2 separate regions of the Mus musculus genome follow, and region 2 is linked to region 1. The links are chromatin contacts, called in public Micro-C maps. All regions are on one chromosome and are shown on one strand. The core of a region is the stretch at or near the end of the contact, and the rest is flanking DNA. Distances in the headings are between cores, read along the strand shown. Region 1 overlaps Wwox (WW domain-containing oxidoreductase). Region 2 overlaps Wwox (WW domain-containing oxidoreductase).

Evidence for each region. Hi-C and Micro-C count contacts between places; a contact is called where the count stands out from the background.
Region 2: a Micro-C map of granulosa cells shows a contact between it and region 1, with 3 times the contacts expected there. The contact joins two enhancer-like sites. A contact is called at or near these places in 1 of 15 datasets of contacts at CTCF or cohesin (pro-B cells), 20 of 484 Hi-C or Micro-C datasets (B cells, the BV-2 cell line, CD4 T cells and 11 more), 2 of 115 datasets of contacts at active chromatin or transcription factors (fibro-adipogenic progenitors and large pre-B cells) and 1 of 9 other capture datasets (embryonic stem cells).

What each region holds. Positions count from the first base shown.
Region 1 is chr8:114,776,145-114,779,590 of GRCm38.p6, forward strand. All of the region lies in intron 8 of Wwox (WW domain-containing oxidoreductase), which reads left to right. Among named protein-coding and RNA genes, the nearest start is that of Gm16118, 70 kb to the left of the region's middle. Within about 2 kb of position 1,682, at least 52 of the 459 cell types and tissues checked have an H3K27ac peak or open chromatin away from gene starts, as enhancers often do. A contact at or near this core is called in granulosa cells, where this site is marked.
Region 2 is chr8:115,088,466-115,091,911 of GRCm38.p6, forward strand. All of the region lies in intron 8 of Wwox (WW domain-containing oxidoreductase), which reads left to right. Among named protein-coding and RNA genes, the nearest start is that of Gm39257, 130 kb to the left of the region's middle. Within about 2 kb of position 1,861, at least 4 of the 459 cell types and tissues checked have an H3K27ac peak or open chromatin away from gene starts, as enhancers often do. A contact at or near this core is called in granulosa cells, where this site is marked.

The DNA of each region.
Region 1 (3,446 bases), core at 432-2,931:
ATTGTTTTTGCCTTTGTAATGATAGCAAATAATTCACAAGAAGATTGCGATTTTTTTCTCATTTAAAAATACTTATTTAACTTTTAAGTATGTGCACATATATGTGCCTATGTGTGGGTATGTGCACATGAGGTACCAGTCGAGGGGGCAGATTCTCTGAAGCTTGAGATACGGCTCACTGTAAATTCTCCAATGCGGTGTTGGGAACCGAACCTCTGCAGGAGCAGAGAGTGCTCTAACCATTCAGCCATCTCTCCAGCTCCGTGATTGTTTCTTATTAAAACAAAACAAAGCAAAACCCTCTAAGGAGTAGACAAAAGCTAGTGGGGAGGCCGTCTATTGATAGCCCTGTCAACGGGGACTGCAGTTGACTACTCTCTATAGTGGGGTCTATTCTTCCCACTTTCTTTGTGGGCCTACCAACTCTTCCAGATACAACTTTCTGATAATCTTCTGCTGTTGTATTTCAGGCATTGATCACCAGCCTGTGTTTCAAAGGGTCCCTGTCTGTAAGATGACAACACAGGGGTTTGTTGGCAGAATCTCCTGGTGTGTGTGTGTGTGTGTCTACTTGTGTACTTTTGTATAATGCCCACTATGTTCACTCTGAAGGGAACTCTCTCCCTACATGGCCCTGGGGCTATGCAGTAACTGAGTTATTCAATTAATATCAGAGCTCTGTGCTTCCTGCATTTTTCTTTTCTTGAAACCACATCTGACCATTACCAGTGCTTTTGTAGCCAAGTCCAGCTTGTGGCCGCGGGGTCAAGCTGGGCCAAGGATAGATGTAAATGCTTCCCAAAACAAACTCAAACGCCCACTTCGAGTGTTTGAAGATACCGTTTTTTTGAAAATTTTGTTTCGTGACTCAAGGTCGTGGTTCTCTACCGAGAACTCTGTAGATGGCAAAATCATGTCCTAAAGTTGAAAGGTTGGTAAAGAGACTTCCGAGGTCCATTGCGTTCCAAATAGTGGAAAGATGTAAACACAATCAGACCCTGTGTTTAAGGATATTGCCTTGATGTCTTGAGAGCAGCCATGGCAGGCATATTTGCCCCACAGGAATGGGCAAAACCTACACAGGGAAGCAAGATTGCTTTATCTATGTGGTCTTAATGGAGAAAGTGGTTACAATGTTCCCATTGCAGAATAGGTTGTAGGCTAACTAACATACCTGTACCTATTACATCATGAACGCACAGAACACCGAATTAAAAACTGACTTATCCAATCCAGCGAAGAATTCACTCGCACAATGGAAGAATGTGTGGAATGCCAGAGTACATGTCTCAGTGTTCACACTAAGTGATTCACTCTGAATCATCAAGCCACACTCAGAGGGGTTGTCACTTGCTCCCCAGGCTGGGCCATAGCTCAGCTCTGGATACAAGTGTTTGTCACAAATCAATAAAAGCTTCCCTTGAGCCTCAGTTGGCTGTGTGGCATTTGTAACAAACAGTTTTGCATGTCTCTTACTGATAAAGGCCACACCAGTTGTCCTTTGCACTAGAGAGTGTGTGACAGCCCCGTGTACCTGTTCATACGCTCTCTCTTGTTTTCAGAAAGCCAGTTGTTATATTTATCAGAATATTGGGTCCGTATCAGGCAGCTGCAGGATTGTGCCTGAGCGTCTGTGACACTGGGAGACACAACAATGCTGTAACCTTTGTCCCAACTCCCCACCCCCACTCCCTGCTGAGGAGTGCTCAGCTTCAAGCCTGCAGTTCTAAAGTCCTTACTTTTCACAGAGCAAGGATCCTTTGTGGCTGGCGAATCACAAGGTCTCCTTGACTTCCTCTTGATATTTACAGCCCATCTAACAGCCGGGGCCAAAGCGAGGAAATGTCAGAGGCTGGCTTCTCTTGCTCCTGAAGTAGATAGATGTCTACCAACCCAACACACAGACTGCCCGACCACCAGCAGTGAGTGATTCCATTCCCTTAACTCAAGCCTATGGCCTTTGGTCCATTCTGTCCTTTGAAGGGCTGGGGAATGATGTATTTCAGCAATACTCATCCCATACAGAAGAAAGCAAGATGACACTCTGCTGTGCCATAGGCAGGTACCCTAGGACTCCTAGGACATGGCAGCACGTGTAATCTGAAGATTAAGTGCACATTGTCTGTGCACATGTGCCTGTGTGTGCATGCTTACCTCTTCATGTGTGCAAGGACGTATGTGCCACAGAGTGCACATGTGGAGAGCACAAGTCAACCTCAGATATTGGCCCTCCTTAACGTCCACCAGCTTTCTGGTGGCTGGTGAGCTTTCTAGGGAGTCTCCTGTCTCTACCTCCCAACTCAGCACCATCCACTGGGAGTATAAACATGTGCTCTCACATTTGGCTCTCCATGGGTTTCTTAAAGCTAAACTCAGCCCCTCACCCTTGTGGCACGTGCTTTGCCACTGACCCATCTCTCCACACCCAGTCATTTATCCAACTCAGATCATTCCTTGTCCTATCGCTCGTGCCAAGTAATGCCTAGTCCCCTTTCAGGGGAGGGGAGGGGGGTGATTTTGAGCAATTGCACTCCACTCCTGCTTCTCATACATTTCTTGTTATTCTAGGCAAGTCCTGCATGCAGACAGAGGTTGCCAATAAAGTTTATTGTAGGAGCCAAGTGTCAATATCTGTAGCACCCCCCGCCGAGGGTGCTTGTAATTAAAATGCCACAGATAGTCTGGGAGAGGCATGAAAATTTGATGGCCAATTGATTTCAGGTTCATCTTGAAGTTTGTCCTCAGCTGGACTCGATACTCCTGGCAGCTGCGAGATGGCTTTTGTCAAAAGGGTCTTCGAGAATGAGACAGAGATGTCTTGTTCTGAATACTAAGCACCGCGTGCCGTTTATGACAGGTTATGCTTAGTGCTGGGTTGCACAGCTCCTGCTCTCCCACAATCTTGCCCTGGAAATGGGGAAGATGGGCTCTCAGGACTCCACTGTCCACACAAAAAGGAAGAGTACGTACGCTGACAAGATCAGTGACTGTCAGAAACACCGCATCACAGGGAGCGGGTTCTGTCTAAGACTCTGCAGTTCACAGATATAACTTGCATCTGCACAGCCCTGGGCGTCGTGGTAGTCACGATATCACGACAAGGAAGGTGGCCCTGCAGAATTCTCTCAGCATAGTGTGCATTGGCAAAAGGGAAGAAGAGCCCATAGAAATAGATGAAAAGGCATGTCTTTAGTAGTTTAAATGGCAAACTCCTATAAACTTGCATTTCTATATCACATTATAAAGGCCACTCCTCGTGAACAGTTCATACAGAAAGATGCTCTAATGATAAGGTTATTAAAAACGCAGGCTTATTTCCAGAATTTAAACTTGGAAGAAGCTGGTAGGAAAATAAAATCTTCTGTGCTCCTAACTAAAAAAGGGAGAGAGAGAAAGAGGAAGGGAGGCATTCTTAAGGAAAATTAAATGTGTTCAAGAAAGCCCAT
Region 2 (3,446 bases), core at 611-3,110, 310 kb after region 1:
ACAAATGTTCTCACCTGCTGAGCCATCTCTGCAGCCCCCACTTTACTTTTTCCAATAGTTACAGTTTTGTGTAATTTTGCTTCCTTTTCAGTGGAGGAGATTTCTGAAGTGAGTAACTGAATTAGAGTCATCTGTGGTTTAACTGAGATACACTGAACACCCAGTGTTCCGGGAGCTGTGCTAGGCACCTTGTATGAGAGGGAAACCAGTAGAGTCAAGGGAAGGGGTCGGGTGAGAGGACTGCGGCCCAAACCAGACAGACAAAGATTAAGCATCCTAACCCAGTCTCCTGTGAAGTTTAGAGATGGGCTCTGGGGAAAATGGATGGCCACTCAGTTGGGTCAGCGAGCTCCAATATCAGTTCAGACTTACATTGCTGATGAAATAGTGTGTCCTGTCTCCCTCCACCTTTCCTTCCACTGCCATCCACTCATGTGGCTTGGGTTATACAGATACAGAGATTCCCAGCACACACGGGACCTCTGTAGTCATTCGCACAGAACTCAGTCACATGGTGACTAACTTGCCCACTTGAATCCCATGACAGCGAAGAGTTGTGCACTAGGTGAGGTTCCATAGAGACCATTCCTCCATCCAAAGAGGGTAATAGGAAGTGGAAATTGAAGTTCTGTAGGTTGTGGCTCATAGCAGCTCTCTTCCTCTGAGCATGCCCACCAACGAGCCTACTCTGAACTTTACAGATGCTCCATCCTGTAGATCATGACACCCAGTGTTCAAATGCTACCAAAGTACTGAGCACTTTGGATTTTTTAAGTACTAGAAAATTGTACTTGATGTCGATGGTTCCTAGGAAAAAGAAGACATCCGATGGTGTTAGTTCATGGGATCAAGATAAGTTATTTCACTTACCTTTTGGGAGAAGGGTCTATGTCTCTTCCTTCTGCAGTATAATTATAGTTGTTTATGATATTGGGGGTGAAAGCAGGTGTCCCATACATGCTGTGCAAGAGCCCCTCCCCTGCCACACCCACAGTCCCTTTTTCTCTTCCTGACCAGCCTCACCCTTTAACGTTCCTTTGCCAATTCTCCTCTAACTATCTCCCCTGTTCGGGCCTTTGCCTATTAAGTAATTCTGAAAGCAAAGCGGCTCCTGTCCACAACTGTTTATAACTCTCCCAACCTCTACTTCCTGTCTTGAATCTCTGTCACCAGAGCTTTATAACAAGATTAACACTCAAGGAAGAAAAATGGAAGAAGGCTGAATTTTAATTTGCTGTTTCTTCACACACACACACACACACACACACACACACACACACACACACACTGCTCAGCTCAGTCAATGCCCAGAAATGAAGGCCAATAGATAATGATAGCAGGGTCTCCTATTTCCCACCTATTGTTTCCAATCCCAATTAGGAAAGGGGGGATGTGGGCCCATTGTCTTCTGGGAGTGTGCAGACACGATGTTATCATTGTGTTTACAGAGGTGGTTGGATTCCCCGTGCTCTGCACACCCCACAAAGATGACTGTCCCATCTTGATAAAACAGTACTGTCAGCCCAATCCCAAACACGCTGCACACTGAACGCATCACGGTGACAGCTGAGAGGAAACCCCGTGTTAACAAACAAGTTTGTAAGCCAGGAAGTGTTAATCAGTTCCTTCTACCCAGGGAGCTATGATGGATGGAGGCCCCGTTTCATAGGGGTTTCCTTCAGATAAAACAATAATACCCGGCTTTCGAGAACCCAGTTCAACCAAAAGCAATGATTAATCCCACAAAACGTCAAACATGGGAAGACTGGAAAGAAGATATCATGCATGGGGTATATAATTAGCCATGGTTATCTCTGAGAGGAATTCAGAATGTTTTGCTCTCAAGGAGAGTAACAATCTTTGTAAAGCGGACAGGGCAGGAGAGCCTCCCTCCGTTTTCTTATCCTATTCCACTCTGGGTAATCTTGAGAGTGGAAAGACACCAACGTGTGTGCTGGGACAACAGATAGGAACCAACTGTCCCAGACTGGCTGGAATCAAGGGTTACTCTGCCCGTTAGAAGGAAGACAGGGCCAGCCACCATGCTCTCCTTAGATATGAAAATGAATCAAAGCAGTCATGGTTGTTCTAGGCTCTAAGCTAAATCTCTGAGCAGTCCTGGGATGTGTTACCTGAATTTAATAGCCCAGGGTCGTGAAACTTGTTTCCCATTTTCCACCATATACACACTCGTGAGCTTTGTGAGTGCAAATGGAAGAAAAGATCATCCAAACAATTAACTGGAACATAGGAAAATGTATATGATATATGACATAATATATTATATATGTATATATGACTTTATATATGGCTATATACATATATTATGCATATATTATATGTATACACATACATATACATACATACACACACACACGTGTGTGTGTGTGTGTGTGTGTGTGCATGACAGTTGTAGTAAGGACCAGTTCGGGGGGGGGGGTGAATGACCAGCACCCAGGGTGTGCTTCCTCTGCATTGACATGGAGTTATAGCAGTGAAGTCTATACTACATTTCCAAGTTCAAGTTCATGAAAGAAGACCATTGTCTTTTCCTGGGATTCAGTGTGACTTGGCATGTTTGTCAGCTTTCTGTGGCTATGATAAAATACCTGAGACAAACAGCTTATAGGAGGAAGGATTCCTTTCCTTTCCTTTCCTTTCCTTTCCTTTCCTTTCCTTTCCTTTCCTTTCCTTTCCTTTCCTTTCCTCTCCTCTCCTCTCCTCTCCTCTCCTCTCCTCTCCTCTCCTCTCCTCTCCTCTCCTCTCCTCCCCTCCCCTCCCCTCCCCTCCCCTCCCCTCCCCTCCCCTCCCCTCCCCTCCCCTCCCCTCCCCTCCCCTCCCTTTCTCTCTCTCTCTCTTTCTTTCTTTCTTTCTTTCTTTCTTTCTTTCTTTCTTTCTTCCTTCCTTTCTTTCTTTGTAATGTTTTGACACATGATCTTACTGTGTAGCTGTAGTTGACCTGGAACTCACTATGCCAACCAGGCTGCCCTCAAACCCATAAAGGCTCACCTGCTTCTGCCTCCCCAGTGCCAAGACTAAAGGCATGCACCACCTTAACCAGATTCCTTTTGGCTCACAGTTTCTAAGACCTCATCCTATAGTTCTTTGAGATGGGATTGTGGGGAGGTACAGCAGCAAGTGATGGGACTGGAAAGCAGAAGGCAGGAAGAAGAGGGGAGGATGGGAGAACAGAGAAAGAGAGAAGGAGGAATAGAGAGAGAGAGGAAAGGAGGGAGAACTCACAAAACTAAGTTCTTCATCTATCTTCCTAGAAGTGACCCTTGCCATTTCAGCTTTCTTTTATTGGCCCAAGGAAGTGAATAGGTGTTTTGATCATTTTTCTATTGCTGTGACAAAGCCACAACCAAAGCAACATAAAGAAAGAAGGGTTTATTTGGGTTTACAGTGCCAAAGGAATAGGAGTCCATGATTGTGAAACAGAGAGG